2 separate regions of the Danio rerio genome follow, and region 1 is linked to region 2. Evidence: chromatin contacts called from public Hi-C data. All regions are on one chromosome and are shown on one strand. Each heading gives the region's core, a stretch centred on a gene start, on an enhancer-like site or on the middle of the called end of the contact. The rest is flanking DNA. Distances are from core to core; before and after follow the strand shown.

Region 1 (6,691 bases), core at 1,476-3,975, 150 kb before region 2:
TGTCTTTCAAGAGTTCACACTTAGCTGATGATTGATAATAAAGCTAGTTTAGCGTAGTATCCTCGAGCCCTGGGCTCCCTCCCGTTGCAAGGCGAGAGGGGAGTTTGAGCTCAGGTAAATCTCGATGACTCCCCCTCTTGCTTACTGTAGCTAAGTGTCAGATATAGATGCTGAAAGGTGTACTCAGAGTTTAGCTAAAAATTTTATATTAGCTGTTTAGAGTGCTTGTTTTTGAACTGTGGGAGGAAACTGGAGGAACCGGGGAAAACCCTCGTGACCACAGGGAGAACGAGCAAACTCCGCACAGAAATGCCGTCTGGTTTGGAAAGGAATTAAACCAGAGGCATTCTTGCTGTGAGGCAACAGCGCTAATCGCTGCCCACCGTGACGCCCGTTTGAAAGGAGGGAAAGTAGGGTTTTCTTCAAGACGAAGATATTGAGATGAGAATAGTCTGGTAATTTTTAGTGAGTTAAGGAGCGTCTGATAGGATAATCAGTCATTAGCTAAAGTTGGAACAGCTGTGAACAATTATAAGCACGTGATCCTCTCAAAATTTGTTTATAAATAAACTTCACTTAATACATTTAACTGAAGGTATGAGTCCTCACATCGTCTGACTAAACCAGTAAGTACTGGACCATGACCTGTTTTATTATCATAAAGTTGGCTGACAATGACAGTGTCAGAATATTTGAAGAAAGTAAGAATATTCGAGTCTTTATGATCAACAAGGGCCTTAACACCTTCGGTACTGCTAATACTTCAAAATACAGTAATTTACCTTCCTGTTAGTTTTTGCTGATATAAAACTGAATAAAACAAAGTAATGCATTATGAGTTTAAAACCTTCGCTTTAGACATGGAGAAAACAGCAACATTACAAAAAAGTTATTAAAAAACATAAAATTCACACTATCACTGCTATATAAAACATTGACTTCTGTTGCAGAATCTGTGCATGATTCTACACACCCACCCATTGGAAAAACTAAAGGATGTCCAGTAAAGATAACGAATAAACACAAAGAATCATGAAGAATGATAAACATATTTAAGGTGGAGGTTTATTAGAAAAAGAAATATATATAATCATGAAATCCATAATAAAAATGAACTGTAGTGTGATTATGAGTATAGTTTACTCTAATTATAAGTGTTTAATATTTGGAATTCGATTGCATAATCCAGATTACATGTAATCTGTTAGCCTACTATCTATTTTTAAAAATCAACATGACAATACACTAGGAACATCAGCAGTGAAAGAATCACTATGCAAAAACAAAACTAACAAAACAGTTCACTGCAAATGCTCCTGTGCTGTGTGTGATCACATTGGTTGCCCTCACAGGATGATGTATATTCAACTTTAGGAACATGTCAAAAGTTTGTCTTCCCAACTGTTGTCATGTATGCAAACATATCCAAACAAATCAATACAAGCAATGGCACTGTAACGGGTTAAAACAATTTCAAGACTTATTAAAGGAGGGGAGCAAAGTAATGTCTACTGAGGAGGACATCTTAAATTGCTAACAGCAAAATGTAGTTTTTGGGTGAATTTCGCCCTAATAATTGCGTATCATACAGCTACCAAACAAGTCTGAATTATTTTTGTCGAATTTACAGGAAAAATTCATGCATTTAAAAATAAAGTAAAGCCTTATATTGTGACCATATTACCGTCAAAAGATCAAAAAGCTATGCGAATTGTACAAGCCTTTATTTAATTTAATATATTCCAGTGATAAATCTCTCCCTAGCCTTTGCAACTTTCTTTACTGTTTTAATTTGTTGTACTTGCATTGCATATATATATATATATATATATAATATATAATAAAGCCGAACAATTCAAATGATTCGATTCAACTGCATGAATCAAATCATCCATAACTCTGCATGGCAAACATCGACTGCGCTTGCGCCAGTTTTTCGACATTCGTGCACGCGCCTTTCCTAGCCAAACGCACGCGCTCTGAAATCCTTCTGCAACATCCACGAGAAGTTGGTCACGAGAGACCCAAGCGACCATTGAACGAGGCGCGAAAAACATCCGTTTCGGCACCGCGAGCAGCGTCGACTGGCATGCCTGTGCCCTGAAATTGTTTATTCGGTTTTATCGAAACTGTTGTGGTTGGCTAAGCTGTAAAACACACCCCTCCCGAGGAGTAGACTGAGCTCAGACTGGAGTTTGGTCATCAGCATCCGCTCCGCTTTTTACGGTGTGCTAGCTAATTATCTGCCTCCTTCAAATGGATTTTACTGTATTGTAGTTTGTTTAAACGACATATTTGAATACGCGACGCTTGTTTGATTGAGAAGCTCGTTTTTTAGCAGACGGGTAAGGCAAAAGCAGAGGATCACACACACATGTAGCCGCTGTGAGGCTAGCAGAGGAAGTGGACTGTTACTTTTCCATCCCTGTATGCTGGAAGGAGTCGCTCGCCTGGATGAATCACTGTTATGGAGACGCGAAATGCCACATAAAGGTTGATCTCTGTCTCTTGCACAGAGACTAATATATTCGCTGTCATTAACAGTTTCACTTGGAGCTGTCTGCAGCTGCACTGGTGACGTTAAATGAGTTAGCAGGGGATCGATCCTCCACATGCTAGCCCATTAGCCAACTCCCCAAGTGATTCGTCTAGCACAGTATTAACAGTTTATGTCGTGTCAGTCTATTTTTTGTAGACCATAGACCTTTAGATCGCGATTGGAACATGTCCTTTTTCAATTTTCGGAAGATATTTAAGTTGGGAACGGAGAAGAAGAAGAAACAGTATGAGCATGTCAACAGAGACGTCAACCCCGAGGATTTTTGGGAGATCGTGGGAGAGCTTGGGGATGGAGCCTTTGGCAAAGTCTACAAGGTAAATCACATGAGTGTTTTGCTCTTTTTCTTTGACTCTGCTGATTAGCATTAAAGGCTCAGATACTCCAAAATGTAAATATTTTCAACGTGTATACATGTATTATAATTAGTATCCTGTATGTTTGTTATTTTTGTTTGTTAATGTTTAAATATATTTTTTTGTGGAAGGCAAAAGGAGATGTTTTGAGTCACTGACAGCTTTTCACTTCCATCATGTTTTAAATACTATAAATAGAAAGCAAATGGTGGCTTATTTTTACTAACATATGATGTTGTGTTCCACTGAAGCAGGTAATTATATAATTTGAAGGTAATCTGGAATTACAGTGGTTTCCAAAGTGGGGGTTGGGACCCCCTAGAAGTTCTTGGGACAATGATGAGGGATCGCATGGTGATTTCCAGAACTCAAATAAAATTTATCAAACTATTAGAATTACCATATTTTATTCATAACTCACAGGAGATAGTTAATAAATACATTAGTAAAGAAACAACAGTATGAAATAAAAATGTATCAGCCATTCTTTTTTCCCCCCATTGGATTGTGACCCCTGCAGTGTTTAAATTAACCGCACAGCAATAGTGTCAGATTAATTTTGTGGTGCCAGGTTAAACTTTTTGACAACCTTTATGGCACTAATACATTAAAAATATGATATTTGAGGTTAATATGAAATTAATAAATGACTATAAAAATGTATGGTTATTAAACTGTTGCATTTTTGTGTTGTCAATAAGCTTATATAGGCCTATAGTTGTGTGTGCAATGTTTCTATATTTATAACCACCATAGAGAAAAATGAGGGTTGCGGGTGACTGACATTTTATTTTGGGGGTTAGCACACCCCTGCTTTAACTGATCTTCAAATGACATAATCTTCATGATTGAGCTGAGCTTCCTGGTTAGCACTGTCACGCTTTTTTTTTAAAAAATGGCATGAGAAATTATTTCTGTCAACCTGCTATCTCAACATTTTCTATGTACATCACATCATAGAGTGCGACAAATTGAGTCCTGACAGGACTTTTGAGTTCACTCACTGGTACTTTTTTACACTTCTAATCTTTAGTTATGAGTATAAGCGGTATTGTCATGGTAACCCCAGCTTCTGTCAAAATAAGGATTAGTCATGTTTTGTATGACTATGAAGAATAAAACAAGTCACAAAAATAATATGCACGATTGCAGAATGCAGATATAGCTGTTGGTATTAAGCTTAAAATGATTTTATGATTACTAATATCTAGCCAATTATTTTAGCAAAAACTGTTTTTACCATGTTGATCATTTTCAGGTCAGTAGGGAATTAGCGTGTTGGTAAACAAGTAACGTGATGTTGATTTTAAATGAATGGCAGCTTCATTTAGGCATAGCACAATAACCATTTTCAAGGTGTAGCATGGTTTGGAAAAGTCAAGGTTTTAAAACCGCCAAAATTTTCTGCTATACTGTTCCTAACGTATGTGTAAAATTTTGATTTACATATTTTTAAGGACAACAGTATCTCCAGCAGAAAAGATATCCAAAGATGCTACTTTAAATTTAAAGAGTATTTCTGAAATGAATGAAGACAGCAGAAATCAGTGATTGATTCATTTGAATTATTAGTCTGACATGTTTACTGCTCCAATATATCTTAAATGTTTCTCAAAACAAAATATATTATGTTCAAAGGGGTGAAAAGTTTTTGTTTTTTACCCAGACATTTAAAAAGAATATATTTTAGAGCAGTAAACACAATGCTGTCAATCTGTGATATTTTAGGTTATCATACCATCTCATTCTTAGACTATGCTTAACTTCATCATTAACTACAAAGATATCGAAATAAATAGGATTTTCCTCATAATTCGATAAAAAAATATATATATTAAGTCAAACGATGTAGTTGTTATTCTGATTGTCCAATTCATTGCATTCACAAATACATACTTTTAGTTTTGCTTGTGTTGTAGAACCTGTTGTAGTTGAAGGTAATTAAACCTGACACAGTTTACCATTCCTTTCATTCACTGCCTGCTTTAGACTCACTTGAATCTATTGGAGAATGTTTTCATACTGCTCCCATTTATGGAATGCATTGTGTTTGTGACAGCGAGATGGGTGTGATAAACTTAATATATTGTACAACATTGGTTTCAAACTTGATTTTTGGAAGGCCACAGCTCTGCAGCTTTGCTTCAAAACTAATCAAATACACCTGATTAAACTATGATTTTAAGGATTACTATGAACTGTTAAGCAGTTGTGAGTTGAAGCTAAATTCTGCAGAGCTGTGGCCCTTCAGGAATTGAGTTGCTGCACAACCACATATGATATGCAGACAGAATAGTCTTGTTTTTTTGTTTCATGTTTTTATCCAAACAAACCACACAATATAATCAATATGTTTATGAGGATCTTATTCTGAAATAAGTGAGCAAAACTAACCCGTCATATTTAAAAATGCTAGTGCTTTTATGACAGTGTTAAATGAGGGAAGTGACAATGAAAGAATGTTGTATCTCATGCAGAGGTGTGGTGAAATTGATCAGGAGGGTGAATCAGCAGGGTCTTCCTGCCTCAGTTTAGCGGTCGTCGTGTGATTCTAGAGGTGTGGGACTGTGATGATAAATATCTGTTGTTTGTACGGTTCACCAGCAATTTGTTACTTTTTTTTCCTCTTGTTTGGAACGATACTGTGTACTAGGCATGGGTCGGTATAAGATTCTGATGGTATGATAACCTTCGATAAAAATATCATGGTTTTACGGTATTGTGATTACTACTCTAAAATAAGTTCTGTTTCAATGTCTGTAAAAAAAAAACGTACAACTTTTTTTCCCCTATTAAACACATTATATTTTATTTTGAGAAACATTTATAATATTTTGGAGCAGTAAACATGTCAGGCTAAAGAATTCAAATGAATCTTTGACTTCTGCTCTCTTTATTAGTTAAAAAGCACACACATTTCATTACAATTTAAAACAACATATTTGGATATCTTTTCTGCTGAAAATGCAGTTGTCCTAACAAAACTTAAAACAAAATGTTTTAAAAAACCTTACATATATCTTAGGAATTGTATAGCAAAAATGTAGGTGGTTTTAAAACCTTGACTTTTCCAAACCGTTGCATACCTTAAAACGGTTATCGTCCCATGCTTACTGTGTACATTGTGTTGTGTTGTGTCTTTTCAAATCAACATAAAATTAAATAAGTGGACATTAATTGGTCCATGCTAGTTGTTTTATAGTGTTAATTGGTAGTCAGACAGCCATGGATTGTTTTTAATCTCAATCTGTAATCTGATATGGAAGTGAGCTGTTCTGTATTTTCTGAATGGATAAATTTGTGGTATGTACATTTCTGGGAGGAGATCTCATTTGTGGCTAAAATCAGCATGAAATGACAGTTCACCATATCTTTGGCCTTGGTTCATTCTTGTGGAATATGTAAAACTAGGGCCTGGGCGATCAATTGAAAAGTAATCAAAATCGACATTCAGAATTAATAATCGGTCTAACTTTTCCAGGTTAATTTTTTCAATAACTTTTTCTACCGTATGTGGAGTCACGTGACCCCGCTCTGATAGGCTTAGGCTAGTTTATACTTCCGCGGCCACTTTGCAGCCACATCTGATCTCTGGTCAAGTATAGGACGATGGACACATTCTTGAGCCTTACTTTGCACTTCTTTGACGTTGATTGGAAGCTGCGCCAGAGATGCCTTGAGATGGCTTATTTTACATACAATATTAAAATTATTATACATTAAAATATTTGTTTACAGAAGATGCAAGAAATGCACTGTTTAAAAGTTTAAAATTTAA
Region 2 (6,835 bases), core at 2,569-5,068:
TTATTAACAAATGTTCCTCTAGGACCACAGCATCCTATTAGAATTCATTCTGAGAGATTATGTGACACTGAAAACTACTGGTTATAGGAAAATATTCTATATTTAGAATATATTACAATAGAAATCAGTTAATATAACAGTTATTGTACTTTAAACTATATTAACATTTACAATAGCTGTTTTACTGTATTTTGTAAACACATTAGAAATTTACACCTTTTGAACCACTAACTGAGACACAAAACTTTCATCATTAAAAGAAACCGCAAACCCAAAATGAAGATTCATTTTATTAATTATCATTGTTTAATTCACCCAAATGCCATTCCACTAGCAACAGGTGATGTGGACTTATATAATAACAATATTTTTTTATATTTATTGTGATAATGATATTAATGATGATATAATTCCACTGAGAGACAAAAGAGTCATGGGTCTTTGGAGAAATAATAAATTGTCATATATATAGTGTGTGTGTGTGTGTGTGTGTGTGTGTGTGTATATATATATATATAGACTCAAATACACACATCAATTTTAGTGATGTCATGCTGTAACTGAGAAACCAACATTTTTTTTTTTTTATATATAAACAAAAGTGACAAACCTCAACAGTTCCGCAGTCACACTCCTCGCCTTTTTCAACGAAGGCATTTCCACAAACTGGACCTCCATATATCTGACCCTCATTTGGCACATCTATTAGACAGTTGGTGTCATAGTTCTCCAAAAACGCCTTTAAAGATGACTGACTGCAAGTACTGAATGAATCTGGGTAAATAGACCTGTTGGAAGAGTATGTAAGAAAATTATGGTCAGTGAACGACTTAAAATGCTATGCAATGCACTCGATTATCTAGAGTTGAACGTTATGATCTCATTCTACCATTCAGCATAGAGTCTGAAAGCCCCGCCCTCCTACTGCGTAATGATAGCTGCAACAGTTGAGTGCACGAAGTGTCCAGCATTCACACTTTGTTATTACAATTAAGAACATATATCATCAGCATATTTAAAGTTCATTTTTGTCTATTGGGGGCTTTTGACTAAACACACTGATTATAAAAAATATATATACAGTTTATATAAATAATATACATTTTTATAATGTTTGCACTTTAGTTTGCAAACATATGCAGTAAGATGTGTGTATACACACACCCACGCACGCACGCACGCACACACGCACACACACACACACCTCACTGCATATGTTTGCAAACCAATAAGTGATTCTCTCATGGCCTTGCATTTCTGAAGTATTTTTACTGAGACTCACCCAATGGTATCTCCCATAATGCAGCCCTTGTTAGAGGAGCATCCACAGCTTGAATCATCATGTGACATTCCCAGATTATGTCCCATTTCATGTGCAACTGTAGAAGCCACTGCAATGGGATTGCTGTTGTGGTCCTTTGAAAAGAAAGCACATCTTAATTAATGCTATTTACCACTACCTTCCAACATCAGTGATAAGTCTTAATCCATTATTTACACAAACAAACACACTCATAGGTATACCTCATTCACAGCACCAGAGGATGAAGAAGAGCACATTGCATATAATGTAGCCAACCCAACTGTGGACCCTTCAAAATCAATACCACTGAATAAAAAAAGAACAACGGTCATAAATGGATATTTCGCTGATATTTACAGTATGTTTGTCACACATGCTCCATGTAATTAGTAAAGCAATAATAATAAATTATGCAATATTGTGTGCAACTAACCCTTAAACATAAACCTAAACATTTAGTAAGCACATGCAGTTATTTAATATTGCACAGTACTTAAAATGTAGTTATACTATACTCATGACATCATGAGATATAACCATATACATTGTATAATAAAAATTGTTTAAAGGGAAAAATGCAGACAGTATACATGATCAACACAGAAGATTAAAATGAGCAATCAGTGACTCACGTAATAAAATGGGCATTATCATGTTTCTTCCTCTGAAGCAGGCTATCGCGACGCCATTTTAAAAACCGTTCCAGAGTAAGATTTGGCCTACTGCTGACATCAATTAAGTCTCTTTGAGACCAAACCTCCAGTCCAACCAACATGACACGTATGTTTAAAGGCCGGTAAAGCTAAAGGTAAGGAGGAAAATATTAAAAATATTACTTTGAAAATCCTTTTCACAATATATAATGTCATGCAGATCAAACAAATCAAAAGTCGTAGTATACCTTGTCTACGTGGTTTGCGACCAGCATCATTCTTTCTTCTATTTTCTTAAAACTTCCAAACTTCTTGTACTAAAGAAAATGTATTGATGAATTTTAATAATATAAACAAAACACTGCAGTCAATATCTATTTTTCATTAAACCACATTTCATACCTCTGTATTATCAACAACTAAAACCATCTCAACGATCTGCTGTCCTCCTCTCGGGGCTTTGTTTCTCTAAATGGCAGATGACATAAAGTTTTTGTCATAAAACTGGTAAGATAAAAAGATGCTGAGGTACAAATTAAACATTCTGCTTAATAATAATAACAATTCTCTCCATTGAAAACCGTCACTAAATATATGGTTAAATATAAAATGCTAAAAATATCACTGAAATAATTACAGCTTAGGTTTAATAACAGATTATTATAAAATCATTACCATATTTTTTCCTTTATACAGCCCACTAGACTTTGGGCCAAGGTCATAGACTGTGTCATTAATGTATCCATAGGCCCCTCGCTTGGTCCTTAAATGCTCTTGCTTGTAAATAGCATGGTCCCCATCCAAAGACTCTTCCAAGGGCTCTATCAAATAAACCTGATCGTTCACTCTCAGAAATCCTCTGTACAACAACAAGAATACATGCATTAAATATTAGTGGAAATTTTGTAAGCATTTGTCAATGTTTTCCAAAGAAATGCAACTGCGAATCAATGTTTTTACTCTACACAAAGTAGACATCAAGAATATTTAATATATATTTATGTATATTTTACAACATATTTGATGTTCAATCTATTCTTTTCAAAAGTTGCTTAATATTTAATTTTTCTTACTCCATTCCAGAACAAAGTCCCACGCTGACTGAGGAATCTTCAAAATTATGGATGTGTCCATGATAGTAGCAGTGATTCTGATATGAACACAAAAGACAATAGCATTAAGCTTCATATACACACACTGTGTCAAACATACAGCAAATTAACATGTTAGTTGAAAATTTCCACATACAAATTTGTTTGATGACTTTGTCTCGGAAATCCCATCTTCGCCATAATGTGTCAAAGTGTATTGTTTCCCTAAAAGTTCTCTATAAAACAAAGGACGAGTATAAATGCAATGCCTCCACATAGTATTAACATACATTGTTGCAATAGACAGTCCCATTCTCACCTATTTCTGTGCAAAGATATTGTCAAGTTTCTCCCATCTATAGCCACATCATATTCAAGTTGCTCAGGATATTTCTAAATAAATCAAAGCAAGCAAGCATGAATAAAAGTAACTCAATCATCCAGTGTAAATGTCAATAAGTCAGTTATTAAAGTAAGGACCTGGAGGGAAGAGGCGCTTCTTCTGGTTCTCCCTCTCAATGCCTGAAGCCGGACCACATCATAGCGCATCACATGAGGTAAAGCCTCCAGACTCTCTACAGCAACAAACAAATCACCACCACAGGATTAAATTACATGTAAAACACATCACGCAAACTGACATGACTCGCTGTTAAAGAATCCTCACATATCTGTGCGCTCACCCCATGTATAAACGAAAGAAAGCAGCGTTATAAATAGTCCAGTGTATCGCATGGCTCGCTGTGCTGTGTGTGCTCTCGCTCCGGGACTCGAGGGCTGCTGCTGCTGTCTGTGGGAACAAACTCGGGCTACTTGAAAGTTAAAGCTCCGCCTCGGTTATACGGTAAATTAGCATAGAAGTTTACGACCTCCTCATCCGGTAATAACAAACTGGTCAGTAATGAGTCACAGACCGGTCAATGTGACCGTTTTCTTATGAAGCATCAATATCATAATACGCTAAATAGTTAATAGTTATTATATCTGTATCTTAGGACTTTGTGATTGTTAAAATATAATATAATATAATTTAATATAATATAATATAATATAATTATTCATACATTTATTTATTTATTTTTATTCTTATGCGTTTGATTATTAATTTATCTATAATTAAGATTTTATTTATTTTCCATAATAAAACAGCTGACTTGTTTTTTTTTTTTTCAAATCTGTAACTGAAACAAAAGCTGCACAATCTGGTTAAGCTCCCAAGGTGGATTTTTTTTTTTTTTTTTTTGCATTGTCAACATTTAGCAAGATGGTATAATTGGACTATAAATGTATACATTACTATTCTTATACATAATTTGTGCTACTAAAAAAATAACTAAATATTACAGCACTAAATACTATATAGTCCTTTTAGTTTCTTTTTTTTTTACTTTTGACTTCTTTCTTGACTATTGTGATTTTGTTTATACATAGTATAACATTTTCTAAACAATTTGCATTAATAAAATGCTACTCTGGGCCTCCAGTGCCAATTAATTTAATTTATAATTAATTTTATTTATTACACTGATATTCTTTGAGGCACAACTTCACAAAAGCATACAAATTGTTTCAGGTGAATTTATGAAATTATAGGAAGAGCGGTTTTGTAAATTTGTGCTGAGATGAGATTTTGTCATCACCTGGAGGATGATGTCATTGAGGATGTGGGTTTTGTTCGTTATTACTAAAAGGATATTACAAAAGACTATCCGGGACAAAGAGTTCAACTGAAGACACAGGGAGAAAACTAAAAATTATCACCAAATAAATCCAGATGTTATATATTGATTGATCTTTTTTAAATATTTAACCTACTTTTAAAATAGTTATAAGCTATTATAAAAATAATTAGAGTGAAAATCCAACAATGAAGCACTTGACTATTAATAAATAGCCAAGGCAAAAATGCCATGAATAGTAAAAGTGACACATTTTTTACAAATATTTTAAAGCTTACTTCTTGCAGTGATATTTTCTTTAATACTTTAATATATGAGGATATGGCAACACGGTGGCCTCGGCTGGGTCAGTTGGCATTTCTGTGTGGAGTTTGCATGTTCTCCCCGTGTTCGCATGGGTTTCGTCCAGGTGCTTCGGTTTCCCCCACAATCCAAAGACATGCCGGTATAGGTGAATTGAATAGGCTAAACTGTCCGTAGTGTATGTGAGTGTGTGCAAGAGTGTGTGGGTGTTTCCCAATGTTGGGTTGCAGCAGGAAATACATCCGCAGCATAAAACATATGCTGGATAAGTTGCCGGTTCATTTCACTGTAGCGACCTCAGATTAATAAAGGGACTAAGCCGAAAAGAAAATGAATGAAAGAATGAATGAATGAGACCTGAAACTTGCCTTTAGTACTTATTCATTGTTGCTCTTGTGTAAATTGCTTCCTTGTCCTCATTTGTAAGTCGCTTTGGATAAAAGCGTCTGCTAAATGACTAAATGTAAATGTAAATGAATGAGGGTATTTTCCCAATGATGGGTTGCAGCTGGAAGGGCATCCGTTGTGTAAATCATATGCTCAATAAGTTGGCGGTTCATTCCTCTGTGGCAACCCTAAGTTAATAAAGGGACCAAACCGAAAAGAAAATGAATGAATGGGAATTTCAGCTGCATGAACACACGGTTGCAGCATCTTCGATAGGACAAACAGTCCGGAAAAGGGATCGAATTGCGAAAATAACTTTGCTGACATCAAGTGGTTATATTTTGCAGGTGCAGGTTTGTTTTTAGCTACTTTTATTTTGCTTTTATTTTTGTTTTGTTTTTTACGTAGTCTCACTTGTGTGTACAGACTGTTACAGCCTCCTATGGATGTATATATAATACATTTTTTAATTGGCTAACACTTTGTTTTGAAACAATATAAAAATGTATACTTTCTCGCAAGCTCTGGGTGCCGTCAATCCAATAAAGCGGCTTTTATTTTGAAAGGCTTTTGAACAGGCAATCGAAAGGCGGGTGCTCGCAGAGAGTATGTTTGTGTTAACTTATATTTAATAACATATAATGTTGCAACCCGAAATAATTGAATTTTTGGCCTCTACTACACCACAAATTCTGGCAAAGAACATACCGGTAACTGAAAACAGGGAATCCAAGAGGCATGATATACAACAAAAAGCCGAAGCTGGAGAAGAAAAAGCTGTATCACCTTTTGAATTCAGACCTCAACGACTTCGATTTGCTGTGGAAGATGAATATTTTGAGGTAAAACTATTGTGTTTTATCGGTTGCACTACAGGAAAGTGCCGTACAACGCATGTTTACTTCTCAGCGTGACGACGTGACCAGCAATGACATGTGTGATGTTTCTTCAACAGGATGGCGACATAAACAGACACATGTACCTACAGAATATCGTGACGTCATTTGTGGATGACAAACAGCCTCCAACGTGAGTGATTTTCTTACTGAGATGACTTTTGTTAATTATCAAAACCGCTAATAAATCAGAGTTTGTTAAACATTAAAGTATGTTTCATGTAGTTAGTTGGTGGTTTTGTTTTGTGTAGCTGTCAAATGTATCTTTTATGTGACTTCTGATGACTACTGATAGTATTAGTGTTGTCAGAATTAAAACAGTTACTGTGTATAAGGTAATTTGATTTTTACAGAGTTTTCAATCTTTTCCCAAATACAATCATTGTTCAATAAAAAGCCCCTGGGTGTTTTTTTTTTAAGTAAACTGTGTTTTTTTTTTTGGAAGTAAGCTGTGTTTTGTAAATGTGCAAGATTTCATTAGCTGTTGCAGGAAAATAATCAGAATAATTTCAAGGATCTGCAT

The links. A called contact is a pair of places that touch in the nucleus more often than the background predicts.
Region 1: a contact with region 2 is called in a Hi-C map of hematopoietic stem cells, with 2.2 times the contacts expected there. The contact joins the promoter of slka here to the promoter of adam8a in region 2. A contact is called at or near these places in 4 of 18 Hi-C or Micro-C datasets (caudal fin, embryo, hematopoietic stem cells and 1 more) and 1 of 4 datasets of contacts at active chromatin or transcription factors (embryo).

Annotation. Positions count from the first base shown.
Region 1 is chr13:28,037,892-28,044,582 of GRCz12tu, reverse strand. slka (STE20-like kinase a) reads left to right here and starts at 2,725. Exons shown (of 18, transcript NM_001145601.1): 1 at 2,725-2,874. The coding sequence starts at 2,725.
Region 2 is chr13:27,884,542-27,891,376 of GRCz12tu, reverse strand. It overlaps adam8a (ADAM metallopeptidase domain 8a), which reads right to left and starts at 3,818. Exons shown (of 25, transcript NM_200637.1): 1 at 3,731-3,818; 2 at 3,528-3,622; 3 at 3,367-3,440; 4 at 3,205-3,283; 5 at 3,030-3,106; 6 at 2,632-2,815; 7 at 2,359-2,424; 8 at 2,205-2,273; 9 at 1,936-2,105; 10 at 1,525-1,609; 11 at 1,283-1,416; 12 at 611-788. The coding sequence starts at 3,782. znf511 (zinc finger protein 511) reads left to right here and starts at 6,041. Exons shown (of 6, transcript NM_001004531.1): 1 at 6,041-6,258; 2 at 6,372-6,445. The coding sequence starts at 6,058.